Linked DNA regions of Mus musculus: region 2 is linked to region 1. A link is a contact called in public promoter capture Hi-C data. All regions are on one chromosome and are shown on one strand. Each heading gives the region's core, a stretch centred on a gene start, on an enhancer-like site or on the middle of the called end of the contact. The rest is flanking DNA. Distances are from core to core; before and after follow the strand shown.

Region 1 (7,735 bases), core at 3,391-5,890:
GACCTTGTAATCCTATCTGAGTTTACTGATTTCAGTAAGATAAGGAAAAAAAAAAGCAAAATGTCCTGCCATAAACACCCTCCCAGATTTTTGTAGTCAGGTGTCGGTAGCACATACATGGGACCCCAGCAAGCTGGGAGGTGTTTAATTTGAGGCCAACCTTGGCTATGGTGAGACCCTGACTCAAATAAACCGATTCTGAGGTGTAGCTCAGTGGTAGAGCACTTGCCTGACATATACAGGCCCTGGGTTGGATCCCAGCATCCCTGCCCCCAAATTAAACAAAATTAAAATTAGAAAAGCTTACTTGTAAGAAGACAGAAAATGGAGCCGGGTGTGGTGGCGCACACCTTTAATCCTAGCACCTGGAAGGCAGAAGCAGGTGGATTTCTGAGTTCGAGGCCAGCCTGGTCTACAGAATGAGTTCCAGGACAGCCACAGCTATACTGAGAAACCTTGTCTGGAAAAACAAAAACAAACAGCAACAACAACAACAACAAACCAGTTACTTTACCATCAGCAGAGATTTTTTAGGCAAGAGATAAAGAACTATAGGAAAACAGCAAGCATATGACAGCTTTCAACTGCTGTAACTCAAGGCACTGTCCATAGACATCACTGCCTCGCTACACACAGATAAACACTACCTAACAACATCCAAAAAGAATTCACAGAGAAGAGTCTGAGACACATCTCAGCGGGCAAAGGAGCTTGCCACCAAGTGTGATGAGCTGATTTCCATCCCCAGAGCTCACACAGTGAAAGAAGAGAATTGTCTTCCAAAAGTCATCCTCAGATCTGTACATGCATGCCAGGGCTCATGACCACTATGTGTACCTAGTACACATTACATATATGTACACACACACACACATACACATATGAAGTTTTTAATTTCCAAAGAAAAGCAATCATATATGTGGCTATCAAGGTTCTTTTTAATACTCTTTAGAGATTTCTCATTTGTTCTGAAAAAAACTGGCCAAAATCAGCATTTTCATTTCTTCTATGAAAGTGTATGTGGGTATATGTGTGTGTGTGTGTGTGTGTGTGTGTGTGTGTGTGTGTGTGCGCGCGCGCGCGCGGGCGCATATGCACTTTACATAGTATGTGATATATGAATGTGTTCTAGCTGTCTGTGCCAATATGTACAGTGTGTGAATGCATGCACATATCTGCACATGCATGTGGAGGTCAGAAGTTAATGTCACATGTCTTCTTGGAGCACTGTCCATCTTAATTTGAGATGGGCTCTCTCATTGAGCATGGAGCTCATCAATTTGGCTTGTCCACTCAATGAGCTCTAAAGAGCCACCTGCTCCTGTGCCTCACCCATCCTGGGGTTATTGATATGTGCCACCACAGCGGGCTTCCACAAAAATCCCGAGGACCCAAACTCAAGTCCCAGGCCTTCATGGCAGGCATTTGATTGATTGAGTCATCTTCCCTGTACCCTCCAAATAACTGGATATTATAAAATTATCACCTTGGTCAGGCACATGATTAGTTGTTAGAGAAGCTATTAAGACTGAAAAAGACTACATTAGAGGGGCTGGAGAGATGGCTCAGCGGTTAAAAGCACTGTCTGCTCTTCCAGAGGTCCTGAGTTCAAGTCCCAGCAACCACATGGTGGCTCACAACCATCCGTAATGAGATCTGATGCCCTCTTCTGGGGTGTCTGAAGACAGCTACAGTGTACTTACATATAATAAATAAATAAATCTTAAAAAAAAAAACTACATTAGAAACAAGCCTATCTAGGTTTGCATCAGCTGGACTGTCTGCTCTCATATACAACCTTGGCCAATCACCTCACTTTTTTAGGTCTCCAGCTCCTCTGGTGTAAAACAGGACTATTAATGTCCGCCTCAAAGAGCTGGTGAAAGACTCCGAGAGGAGCCCCTCGCTCAGGCCTTGGGATAATAGCAGACCCCCAAGAACTCACGAGAGACCAAGCTTGATGCAAACCACACGAGGCTTTATTCAGGGAAAGCCAGAGCTCTGGGGACAACTCAAAGCCAGAGCTCTGAGGACAACTCGTATCCCACACAGGGGTAGAGGAGACGACCTCGAGGGAAAAGGGGTCTCAGTTTTTATAGGTCCTTAAGGGGAAAAGGAGAAGGGGGGTAGTAGGGGATTTCCAGATCTAAACAATATCTATTCTAAAATGATTGATGCCTCAAGAAATGGGTATGGGAGGGAAACAAGGAAGGAGTCTAATGAAGGTGCAGCAACTCTGGATTGGCCCCGACTGTGGTTGCTGGGGAGATTTTCCGATTCTTTCCCAGCAACCAATACCACAAACACCTGGCAGTGAGGCGCAGCAATGGGCACACACATGGTCAGAACATTGGCAGACACACAGGTTCGAGAATCGGCAAGAGCATTGTGCACCTCTATTTTTCTAAATCAGTGAAGCTAGTTCTACTAACAATGAAATCTATTTTGCCAATTTCAGGGCTTCTGTGACCTTTTACATTCTGTCAGGATCTTTCACTGGCATGAAGGTGCAATAAAGCTGCAGCCAGGGAGCTGGCTCAGTGGGGAAGAAGAGGACCTGCTGCATAAACTTGAGGTCTCGAGCTAAGATCCCCAGCACTCAAAAGCACTCAGACACAACAACCACATGCAATCCTGTAGCTCCAGAGCTTCTCAGGGGCTGGGGATGGAGGTGGGGTACGGACAGGATTGCTGGGGCTTGCTGGCTGTCAGCCTAGTTTCAGGTTCAATAAGACACCCTGTTGCAAGAGAATAAGACATAGGGAGTGGTAAAGCAGGATACCAGACATCCTATTGTGACTTCCACATATATAGAGCAAAGGCACATGAACACATACACATATACATGCAGCATGCGCACACGAACACACACACACACACACACACACACACACACACACACACACACACACAAGTAGAATGACTTCATGACAGAAAGTTTATGCTACAAAAGGCCCGTTCAATTGCTTCAAATAACTGCTTGCCAACAGTACTTATTTGCTCTCTTTTAACACAGGCTATTAAAACACCTCTCCCTACTTCTTGTTTCCTGCTGATAACTGAGCTCCTTTGTGTATACAGGAGTAGATGGGTGCCTGCTTCTCTATACATCCATGGCTAACCTGGAACTTCCTATGTAGATCAAGCTGGCCTTGAATTAGCAGAAATCTTGCTTCTGGCCCTGGGTGCATGTGCACGCGCAACCACACCCAGCTTCTCCGTTATATTTAAGCGCGTGCTCACTCCGAATTTCCCTTCTGTCCTCCATACAGACAACCTTTCTAGTCTCCTTTCTTCTTACCAAGGCACACAAGCTTCACTCCCAGTTTCCAGTTTATTTCCGGCTTCATTGAGCTACGTGAGCTCTTTGTTTATAAAGTGTAATTTTGAAGACAGTTGTGTCTTCAAAGGCCATTTAGTTTTAGATGCTCTCATACAAATGAAACAATTAACATCTAATTTCGTTTAGTCCTAATTTTAAAAGAAAAGAAAGGAATTCTCCTGCCTGTGTTCTGAGGACTGAGATTATCACCATACCCATGCCTGGTTTTTTGGGTTTTTTTTTGTTCTCCTTTAATGAAAATGCACATACCAAAAAAAGGGGGCAGGTATAGGAAAAAAAAAAAGGTGTGTGTGTGAGTAAAAACCCAAGAAGGAAGAATGTATCAGAGAAACAACACTAAGTTTAACCTGTTAAAATAATTACATAGTAGATCTAAGGCCAGGCCTAGTGGCATATGCAAGTCACACAGCTGGACACCAAGGCAGGAGGATTCTGAATTTGAGATCCAACTGAGTTACACAGTGAGATCCTCTCTTAAAAAACAAAAAGCACAAAATTAAAAAATAAAAATAAAAAGGGACTGGGTGAAAAAGAAAGAGCGGATGGAAGCGATAAGGTCGGGGCTTCCCGGGAACACTGTTAGCTCAATGCTAAGCTTGCACACCTCAGCAGTGGTTCCCCGGCATGTCTTGCTTATACAAACAAATGAACAACTAAAAGACAGACCGACCAGGAGCCGAAAGGTGAGTCAGTCGGCCCAGTAGTAACTGATGACGGTAAGGGAAATTCTATGTCCCTGTGACCTCTGACAGAGCTGAAATTGATTTCATTATTCCTGACAAAAATTACTAACTCTCATTACATAACTATTCCTCTGCCATAATTAAGCAAATATGCAAGCTAAGCAATACTTTTCTTTGTTTTGTTTTTGTTTGTTTGTTTAGTTTTTTCGAGACAGGGTTTCTCTGTGTAGCTCTGGCTGTCCTGGAACTCACTCTGTAGACCAGGCTGGCCTCAAACTCAGAAATCTGCCTGCCTCTGCCTCTGCCTCCCAAGTGCTGGGATGAAAGGCGTGTGCCACCATGCCCGGCTAGCAATACTTTTCTAACCCCAAAATAACACAGTGTAGGGAGCAGATCTAGGTTTGAATGCTGCCTTCACCGCTTAGACTGTAGGATGTTGGTGAATGAGTAACCTTTCTGAACCTCGGTTTCCCTCCCTGTAAAGGAAATACTTCTAGAAAGCTGTTACTAACATGACACAGCTAAATGAACAGTAGCTTTGACCAAGTCTAACACTGCTTATGTGCTGTATGAGTAACAGTATTTGTGGTATACCTACAAAGTTCCAAGTATTCAGGAGACTACAGGAGGTGCGACTCCCTTGAGGAGTTTCTAGTATCATTGAAGCAAGAACAAATACTGACATGAAAAACTACAAACTCAACAACAAGAACAGAGTTCTTGTCACAGGACTAATAAGGAAGCAAGTAAAGACTTCAGACGTCTAGAAAGATATGGGAGCAGAGATAGAATACAGTTATAAAGGGGGTTAGATGGGGCGGGGTTAGGAGGGTAGGGGAGAGGAGGGGATATAGGGAGGGAAAACTAACACAAAAGAGCCTCTGGAAAAGCTATATGGAAACCCAATACTGTAGAAACTTCATGGAATATATATAAGTGGAGTTACCCCATAACGGGGAAAATAGACTAGATACCACAGGCTTTTATATAAAAGCCCCAGTAATAAGAATGGATCACTTCTTTTGTGTGTTGTTAGCCAAAGTGGTCCCATAGACCCCCAAACATTACAGGATGTTGCTATTGCTCTTAGTTACCCTCCAAAATTTCTTCTAAGACACTATTGTAGCAGAGACCACTAACTTGAGTCATAAGCATGAAGAAACCAAGTGGGTGCTGACCTGAGCTCTCTACTGGCTAGCTTTTGTAGAGGTAGGTGGAAGGTAGCACGCATGTTAGTGCGTGAAAAAGTAACCATTAATTTCGCTCAACTCTGAACCCTTCAAACTGCAATAACAACCTGCCTGTGATGTGCCTACTTGTAGAATAGTGACAGCAACCACTTTCTGACTGGATTTAAGGACAACACCATGAGATAGAACCCATTAAGATAGAACTGTTAAGGAGGCCAAGAACCAGAGGATAAATAGTCATACGCCCTTGGGAAGAGCCCTTTACTATAATTGTGCTAAATGGACACAGCACTATCATGATTCTAATGACTTATTGCTATACACAGAGACCAGCTCACAGCTCACTAAGCTTCTTTCAGTGTATGTCAACTAAGACAGAGACCTGCACCTGGTCAACTCGCAGAGAATAGGAGACTTTAGATAGCGTGCTCATCTCTAAATGGGACATCTCATTCCCCTCCCCTCACATCTCAGGAATCTTTGTGGAAGAGAGGGTGGAAAGACTGCAGGCATCAGAGGTGATGCGTGACTATAACTGTTTTCCAGACACAGCGGGTAGTTGTGCATCTGAACTCACAATGACTGTGACAGCACACACGGACCCTCGCAGTTCAGTGGGAATGAAGTTCCACCCCACCGAGGAGATACTAGCACTTGGTAGCTGTTGGGAGAAGGGTCAGTTTCCTTTAATTGTATGATACCTGGTTCACAGACCCCATACCCAAAAGTAGTTGGGTAACATAAATTGGATTTCATGGTGCAGTGGATCAAGGAGGAGCTAGGGGGTGGATCTGTTCAAAATACATTGTGCAAATTTCTCAAATAATTAATAAAAATATTAGTTTAAAAAAATCAAGAAAAAAGACAGAAAAGGCACTTAAGAAAGCCTCAAAGATTTGGAGCTAAGAACACATTTGGGGAGGGGTTGGGACACTAAGAAGTAGCCAACTATGTGAAGTCTCTCTGACAGCAGCTGTGGAGGCCAATGTCAAAAACAAAATGGCAGGTGACTTGGGAAGAAATCATCACAATTTTCTATCTGCAAAGGTCTGGCCTATGTTTAGAGGCAGCAAGGGCTCCTAAATATATTTTGTGGATTTTTTTTTCTTCTTCTTAGAATAGAAAAAGATACATTCCTTTACTAGGCAAGAAAACAGCAGGCACTGGCAGTACCAGGAGAACCTGTTTGTTTATTTACTGAGGGTCAGCCTCTCTAGTCCAAGTTGACCTTGACCTCTTCATCCCCCTGCCTCATCTTTTGAACAGCAAGCTGAGATTAGAGAGTACGCTACCATCCCAGCATCCAAAACATATTTTTGGAAAAATGAACAAATGTGCCTCAAGATATTGGCAGAGACTGTCAGGAAGGTATTAACTCTGACTAGACCCTTCAGCTTGAGTCAGTTAGTTCCTGTGTACACGTCATTCTCAGCTCCTCCGACTGCCCCTGGCCACTCTACCTAGTCAGGGCCTTACGTTTTCCCTGAAATACATCCCTGCCAGCTTTTCTCATTGCAGAGACTCTGAAAAACAAAGCACAAGCATTTAGACAACGGGGACCTGCAAAGGAAGGCCAGGCCAGCACTTTTGTTAACCTGTCAGGATGAGATTGTTCCATTCTAGGTCCAAAGCAGCAAACAGCGGCTTACATTACAGCAGTGGGCCATTAAGTGCTGGTTGCTGCAACAACTTCAACTCTCTGTAGATTCAAATCATCTGTGCACAGCTACGACTGGCATAAACGTAATTCTGTAACAACCAAATAAACCTACTGCTTAACCAGCCACACAAGTCAGCTTTGCACATTCCACTCTTGCAATTATAAAATCTCCAAATGAAAAGCCAGGGCTCCTGAGGGCCGGAAATCACATTTCACTTCCCTGCAGCTGTCCCACAGCTCAGGCCCACGCAAGAGCCTAGAGGAAATGCGCCTGGAGACCTTATTAACAAAGGATGGAAATCCCCCCGCACCTCACACTTCCCAATTAGTACCGTTAGGGCAGAGGCTCTCAGGCTCCATTTCCCTGCATGGAAGCTTCCCCACCCAGAGCCACTCTGCAGCTCACACCAGCGCAAAAACCACGGCAGAGCAGCTGCGGGATTACCGATGTCCGGATCGCTGCGCTAGCTATCCGTTTCACGGTACCATGGAGTCACACCTGCAGGTTATTGGTTTTTTATGGTTGCTTTTTAGGTTAATAACTTTTGTCAGTCAAAAGCAATGCGATGCAATAGGAAACCTGCCTAGGGCCCACTTGGAGCTAGGTGAGCTGTACTACTCTACCCACTCAGAAATGGAATCTCACTGTTTTAAAAACAAAAAGGGCCGGGCGGTGGTGGCGCATGCCTTTCATCCCAGCACTTGGGAGGCAGAGGCAGGCGGATTTCTGAGTTCGAGGCCAGCCCGGTCTACAGAGTGAGTTCCAGGACAGCCAGAGCTACACAGAGAAACCCTGTCTCGAAAAAACAAAAACAAAAACAAAAAAAAAAAAAAGAAAGAAAAAAGAAAAAGGAACACA
Region 2 (7,735 bases), core at 1,795-4,294, 270 kb before region 1:
CCAGACTCTGGCTATTGAGGGAATAGTTACAGAATACACACTGAGTATGATTTACAAAAAGAAATTCAAAAGTTGCTCCTGAAAAGAAAATATAAAATATTGAGTGAATTGCCATTCAGTTCATGGTAGATTGCAGGTGTTAACATCCCCCTTAGGTTGAACAGTTTATGATGTAATATGCAGCAGACTTACAGCATAATCATTACATAATTTAAGTGAAATCTTGCTATAAAAACATTCACACTTGAGGAACGAGTATTGTATTTTTTTAAAGTTATGTAAAGAAAATGTTTAGCTCCTCCTAACGCAGCACGTGAAGTAGTGAACTTCACCAACTCCTTCTCAGTAAGCAACACCTGCCCTGCCTCCAAAGCCTAGCTTAAAAGAAGGGACATACATTCAGTTAAGGAAATAAAGTCCCAGGGACATTATCACACCAGACAGCAACAGCCTCAGATTTCCTGTCCATCCACGCGGGTGTGGGTCTTCCCTCCCTTCAGGTTTGACATCAGTCACAAAGCTTGATTCACAGAATATACAAGACAAAAAAAAAAAAAAAAGTCTGACCCTATTGAGACAGAAACGACTTAAGTGCCTGTGGTGGCAAAAGAAAAACAAAAACAAAAACAAAAACGTTGGTGACTACCACTTTAGGTAGAATCTTGTGTAGACAGACTTGCAGGCGTTCACTGCGATTTTCCATAGGAACTACAAACCCAAGGGAATCCATTGGGGTCTCCAGCGTTTTAAGGAAGGGGAAATCTCATTGTAGTGGGAGTGAGGACTTGAAGCTGTCAGCGTTGACCGTGAATTTTTATGCCAAATACATACCTGCTCTAGAGAGGGGGTTTTACATCTTGTTGCCCTCTCCTCAGGCACCATGACTGAGAGTTTTAAGAGGGAAGGTATGGGAAGGAAACTGGAAATTGCAAGATGAAGAGAGTCCCACAGGAGTTCCCGTATGTTTTCTCCAAGCCATTCTCGAAATCTCGACAGGCCTCGGTCCTCAACAGCCAGGCCTCAGTGGCATCTGCAGCAGCAGCACTTGCCGGCTTTCGGAGGGGTGGCACTTATTGATGTGCCGGGTCAAGCCGGGGGAGCTAAAAAAAGTGGACGGGCAGTACTTGCAGGAGAAAATCTGCTGAGCGCTACCATCGGATGCCCCTCCGGGGCCTGCTTCCGAAGGTGCCCCGACCAAGGCGGGCAGTAGCAGCTCCTCGCGGACAGCGTGCCATAGCCGGTGCTTCTCTCGAATGTCCGCGGACGGGAAGTGCGCCCCGCAAAGCGGGCACGCAAAGGTGAGTGGGGCCGTGCGCTCCGAGCCAAAACCCGGAGTTGGTGCACGGGCCGAGCCCGTCTCATGGGTGCCCAGGTGCTTGCGCAGATAGGCTTGGCGACGGAACTTTTTGTGACAATACGGGCACACGAAGACCTCGGACGTCGCTCCTGCGCTGGCACCGCTCGACCCCGGCCCGTGGCGCCCTAGAATCACCTCGGGGTAGGGAGCCTGGGGTCGTGCGGCCTCCGGGTACACTAGAGCCTGTAGGCCCGGGCGCGCGGCGCTGTCCCGGTGCTGACCGTCTCCGGAGCTGTCCGGAGCCTGCGGGTGCTGATCGTCGGTCCGCGGCACGCGGCCGTTCTCCTTGCCCGTCGCCAGGGAAGGGTCCGGAGGGGTCAGAGGCGCGTGGGGAGGTTTACTCGCGGCGCAGGCAGGCGTGGGACGTGGCTTGTGCCAGCGGCGGTGGGAGGCGAGGTTCGCGGGGCAGCTGAAGACCTTGTCGCACTCGGGACAGCGGTACTCGACGCGCACGATGCGGGAGCAGCGGTGCTGAGCCAGAGCGAAGGGGTCCGCGTACTGGTGCTTGCACAGCTGGCAGATGAACTCCCCCAGCGGGGTGCGGACGCCGCCCAGAGCCCGTGCCGGAGCCCCGGGCTCCTCCTCTTTGATCTTCAGACCCAGCACCGGGGACGTGGTCACCTCATCTGCGAAGCTCAGCCTTCTCACCGCCTTAGGTTTCCTGACGGCTGCCGGCGCTGAGGCGCAGACTGGGGCACCCTTACCGCGGCGCTGGAGGCCATGCGGGGCGGGCCCGGGGACGGGAATTGGAACGGATACAGGGACCTGCGGCGGTACCAACTCCTCCCCGGAGGTCACGGCCGCGGGCGCCGCGGAGCAGAAGGCGGTGGCGCTGGGGAAGGACTCCGCAGAGACCGGAGAGCGCAGGCAGCGCTCCAGGAACGCGCGGCGCAGCTCGGGGCCCGCCGGCCTCGCGGGGCTGGGGCCGGGGCCGTCGCCGCCACCCGCGCCCCACTCGGCGTCGTCCTGCGGAGGTGCGAGGCAGGGGGACCCCAAAAGTCCCCGACCGGGCTCCTCCGGTGAGGATTGCGCCGCGAGGGGACCCGGAGGAGGGAAAAGCGGCTCCACCGGGCGCGCGCGGTAGGAGCTGCCGGAGCGCTTGGTTCGCTTCACCAGGAAGCCCCTCGGCATGGTGGGTCGGGTGCCCGGGCGAGCCCCGGAGCTAGGAGGGCTGGACGGAGCCGGGCATGCGGCCGCCCGCTTTATAGCTGAGACGCCGGGCCGGGTCGGGCCGGGCCCCTCGGGCTGTGCCGGCCAATCAGGAGTGGGAGCGGGTCCCGGGGCGGGGCCTCCACCCGGCCGGGCGCCCCGACAGAGACGCGGGAAGACGAGCGGGCACGAAGGGGCTTGGGGCGCCCAGTGCAGCCTCCGGGGACCTCGCGCTAGGGAGCCAGAGCCACCAGCCCGCCACGCGCCGAGAACTGACCAGGCCCACGCCTGGGCGTCGCTCTGAAAGGCTCGGCCGCCTCGGGAGGTCAGAGGAGGGACGGCCACCGCGACAGGGCGGGAATCCGCGCGGGAACGGGTTAACGTCCCTCCGCCAGTACTGAGCTGATGAGAAGCTGCGAGCGAACTGCAGGGCAGCTAAATCCACCGCCCTGTGCCTACACTTGACGGCGGGAGCACGTCTGCCATCCAGTATCGATCGGGACTGCGCGCTTCTGTGATACTATGAGAATTCATCTGGGGAGAAGAGCTCTCGGCGCCGCAGATCGTGCGTGCTGGCAAACCTCTGGAGCTCAGGACGCTGCACGGTTCAGGCGCCGAGCTCTTGGCTGATAAGTGTCCCCTCCCTTGGGGAAGAGGAGTGGGGAGGGGAAGGGATCTAATTTTCGACTGTCCTCACATAAAGTGGTTTCTCTGTTCACACTTTCCACTTAAGCTACCCAGAGACATGACTTAATGCCTAACTGGCCTGTTTAGCATGGAGGAGATTGAGTGAGAAATGCTGGTGGAATCGGCATTACACCTGCTTCCCTCTACATGACAAGAGACACTCTGCAAAAGATGTGCAGTACACCAACTCAACAGATTGTCCTCTGGGCCCCTTGCCACCAGCTGGGCACTTCGTTGTTGTAGTTAAGAACCTGAAGAGATTTGTAGGTTTGTAGTACTGATTGAACGGTGAAATAATTAGCCCTATTCGACAGAGGTACCGTATCAGCCTTTATAACAAAACCCATGCAATGTGAGAAGAGGAAAGGGAAAGACCCGTGCTCGGAGCTCCTCGATAAACAGAACTAAAAGCAGACTCAGTTAAAGTGGAATGCAGGCTGAGTCCCATCATCAGTGAAGTAATTTCACATGGAGGACAGTATTTAAGGAAAGAGACATGAAGGTCTGTTTATCTCTGGCTATGCATCAGGTTATGCTTAAGCAGGCATGCGCGCATGCACACACAATAAAGTTTCACAATATAATACTTAACCAAATACCCTGGATCCTCTGGTTTTCTGTCCTGCTGTACTTTAAGGACTGGATTAAGCTCAGCAGTTATGATGCTTTCCATTAAACAGTGTGGAGCGAGCGGCGTACAGTAAGTGTGAGATTTTACAATCAAAATTCCTATCCCGAATCATTAAAATGCTAAAGTGCTAAGTAGGTTAATAAGCTTGGTTTCCTGAGCTGGTCATTTCCAACATGTCAGTGACCTCGGGGCTGACTTCTCACTCAAATTCATCTCATCCTACCCCTTGCCCACGAGGCTTTTTCCTGAAGCAAAGCATATTGGCTCGTGTTTTCCACCAGCTCCAGTGCTGCTCCCCCACCCTCTTCAATGACAACCTTCCTGGAAAACAATACCACATTTTTTTTTCATTCTTAATTAACAACTTTCTAGAAAATATGGATAAAGAAAACTCTTTGTCACAGTATTGTTGGTGATTGTAAATACGCTGAGATTACGTCGAGGAACTCACCTCTACTGCAGATGATGAGTTAGCCATCAGCATCAGACGGAACTCAGAGTACATCATGACACTAGGCCCCAGGATGGGAAGGTGCATGTGTGCACTGCAGAGCTCAGTGAGGAAGGAATGAAATGCATGCGACACCGGAAGCGCTCGGGATGGAAACGTTGTGATGCGCATCCGCTTAGTAAGAATTTTAATAGTTTTTGCTGACTTCAGTTTTTAGATCTTTTAAGTGACCTGCAAAAAGTATACATGACTCTGGTGATTAGAAATAAAAATAAAAAGAATATCACACACACACACACACACACACACACACACACACACACACAAGGCTAAGGTTAAATGTGGCAGCTTTCCCTAGGATAGACTTGTGCGGTTGTGGACATTCCCCAGATCCTTGACAGGGAGACCTGACCCTGCCAGCTGAAAGTCACTCCTTCAGTTAAAAAATAAAGACTTTAAAATTCCGGTAACATAGGACTCGGTGCGAACCTCCCCTGGGCTATCCTAAAAGATTCTTCAGAGTGCCAGCAATCCTTTCTGTTCTCTCACTAAGATACACAATAGGGCTGGAGAGATGGCTCAGCGGTTAAGAGCACTGACTGCTCTTCCAAAGGTCCTGAGTTCAAATCCCAGCAACCACATGGTGGCTCACAACCATCTGTAATGAATGAGATCTGATGCCCTCTTCTGGTGTGTCTGGTGTGCTTACATGTAAAAAATAAATCTTAAAAAAAAAAAAAAAAGACATACGATAAAGATGAGGCCTAGAGAGTATGTGAGATCTTGGTGTCACCCACCCCCTTTCTCTTGACAGTGGGGACATGTTCCCTCTCTGCTCTGTTACACTTTGGCAAAAATTCATGAATGCTGAATCATCTCTCAAGATTTAATTTTCTTGTTGTGGGATGAAATTGATTTAAATTTAGAAAATTTGAAGGAAAAGGGGGCCATGACAATAGAAAGGAGGCTACTGGGAATAATGGGAGGAACAAGAGAGGGTATAACCCAAATATCCACTCTCTGTACTGGCTAGTTTTCATCAGTTTGACACAAACTAAAGTCACCTGGTGTCTTAGGTAAGGTTCTGTTGTTGTGAAGAGACACCATGACCAAGGCAACTCTTATGAAGGACAACATTTAATTGGGGCTGGCTTACAGGTTCAGAGGTTCTGTCTATTATCATCATGGCAGGAAGCATGGCAGTGTCCAGGCAGACATGGTGCTGGAGATGGAGCTGGGAGCCCTACATCTTGATCTGCAGGCAGCAGAAGGGGACTGTCTCCTACACAGGATGGAACTTGAGCATAGGAGACCTCAAAGCCAGCCCCCAGTATGGCATACTTCCTCCAACAAGACCACACCTACTCCAACAAGGCCACATCTCCTAATAGTGCCACTCCCATAGGCCAAACATTCAAACACGGAACTCTATAGGGGCCAAACCTATTCAAACCACCACATCTGGGAAAGAGGAAACTTTTTTCACATAGGCCTATGGACATCTCTTCGGGGGCATGTCTTGATTAATGATGGATATAGAGGCACCCAGGCTCTATGGGTAGTGCCCTTCCTAGGAAGGGCCTGCACTGTACAAGAAAGCAAACTGACGAAGCTGAAGGGACCAAGCCACCAAGCATTTGTCTATGTCCTCTGCTTTAGTTTCTGCACCCAGGCCCCACTTCCCTCCATGATACTCTATAGCCTGTAAGACTAAACACACCACTTCCTCCCTGGGTTTCATTTGGCCATGGTATTTATCAAAGCAATGGTCTATACTCAAAGAATGCCACCTCATACCTTTCCTGACAGCCCTAGCTAAACTGGTGATTCTCTGAGCTTGGAGAGATGGTATGCATGTGTGTGCATGCATACAGGGGCTGGACATGCATATGGAGGTCAGAGGTTGTCTTCCTAGGTTGCTTTTCACCTTATTCCTGAAGCAGGCTCTGACTCGGTCTAGAGCTTCCCAGCTTGTCTAGTCTGGCGAGCCATCTTGCTCCTGAGATCCTGTCTCTGCTTCTAGAGAGCTGGGATTACAGGCAAGCCACCCAGCCAGCCAGCCAGCCACCTACCCAGCCACCCAGCCAGCCAGCCACCCAGCCACCCAGCCACCCAGCCACCCAGCCAGCCAGCCAGCCAGCCACCCAGCCAGCCAGCTTTTATGTAGGTGTTTGTGATTCCAACTCTGTGATGCTCTGAGCAATCTCCCAAGCCCCCAGGAGCTATTCTTTTAACCTAGTATACTGAGAATGGGTTTTATAGCAACGTTTTCATGCAGATATATCATGACACTTCATTTTTATCCTGTCACACCCTCCTCATCCCCCTAACTCCTCTTGCTGCCCCGCTTCCATTCCACAAATCTTCATTTGAGAAGGTAAGTCTGGTGGTTGTGTCAGAGCAAAGCTGTGGCCTGAGGAAATGATGTGGACACATGGAAAGGAAGAAAAACTGTGAGGCAGGTAGCCCAAGCCAGAAAATATTACAGTACATGATAAAAGGTAATGTGAGTTTAATCATTGAAATGCTAGATGATGTTTAAATAATTGATTGGCAACTATGTAATTATATTTATCTGAGTGCTCTCCCTGTGTTAAGCAGTAAAATAAACGCACACATTCTAAAAACTGGAGATTAGAGAAAATGTACTACCTTGGCCATGAACAGCTGACTGCCTTTTGAAACTGGGTTCATTTAGAGAGCTACATATCATGAGAACAATGAGCCTGGACTCAAAGGAAAGGGTTTCCAGTGGCATGTCATGTAGAAGAGGGATTTTAGTTGCCAGTGGGCAGGGTGCATGCTGGGTCAACTCCTCAGCCATCCTCACACTCCAGAGCACAGTCCTCCCTCCCAAGACAGCTCACACGCTTACTGTGCCCAGTGCGTAGCACTCCTACATCACAGATACTTAAGCCTTTGTCAGCGTTGTAGAAAGACAGCTCCCAAATAGCATTTCCGAGCGTCCTGTAAGCACACTTCCCTCCTTCCTTCCAGTCTCAAAGGAATAAGCACTTTCTGAAATGGATTCACTGCACAGAAGAAAAAATACAAATGCAGGTTTGACTCCTTCACTGCCATTTACTGGAAAACTTAAGTGTGTTTTCCCTTGGCTCTCAATTAAGTGTAGCAATATGTTGAATATGAATGTGAATTCGATAAGATAACTAGAATCCTCTGCAGTGTTGGCCCTTATACTCACACTTGTCTCCATCCATAAGTTCACCTGGGTGGAGGCGATCCAGCCCACTCTTTATGTGTGTGCGCTTGCTCCAAACAAGTTTCTTGGACCCCTATGAAAGAACTGCCTGGCTGGAAGAATAGCCAGTCTTTACTTACATATGTATATTAGACTTAATATCCAATACAAGTGCTTAAAAAGAATATGCATTTTGCAACTGAACATGCTAAGACTAGATATATGTATCTGTATGCTCCCCCCACATGGCAAGTTATAGAT

Evidence for each region. Promoter capture Hi-C pulls out the DNA fragments that hold promoters and counts their contacts.
Region 2: a promoter capture Hi-C map of embryonic stem cells shows a contact between it and region 1, with 3 times the contacts expected there. The contact joins the promoter of Insm2 here to the enhancer-like site in region 1. A contact is called at or near these places in 7 of 39 promoter capture datasets (the C10 cell line, the HPC-7 cell line, embryonic stem cells and 2 more), 3 of 484 Hi-C or Micro-C datasets (cardiomyocytes and embryonic stem cells), 1 of 115 datasets of contacts at active chromatin or transcription factors (embryonic stem cells) and 3 of 9 other capture datasets (adipose tissue, liver and pancreatic islet).

What each region holds. Positions count from the first base shown.
Region 1 is chr12:55,321,301-55,329,035 of GRCm38.p6, reverse strand. The region is part of intron 3 of Prorp (protein only RNase P catalytic subunit); the gene reads right to left. Among named protein-coding and RNA genes, the nearest start is that of Ppp2r3c, 22 kb to the right of the region's middle. Within about 2 kb of position 4,640, at least 15 of the 459 cell types and tissues checked have an H3K27ac peak or open chromatin away from gene starts, as enhancers often do.
Region 2 is chr12:55,594,226-55,601,960 of GRCm38.p6, reverse strand. It overlaps Insm2 (insulinoma-associated 2), which reads right to left and starts at 3,044. Exons shown (of 1, transcript NM_020287.2): 1 at 1-3,044. The coding sequence starts at 2,488. The coding sequence ends at 1,007.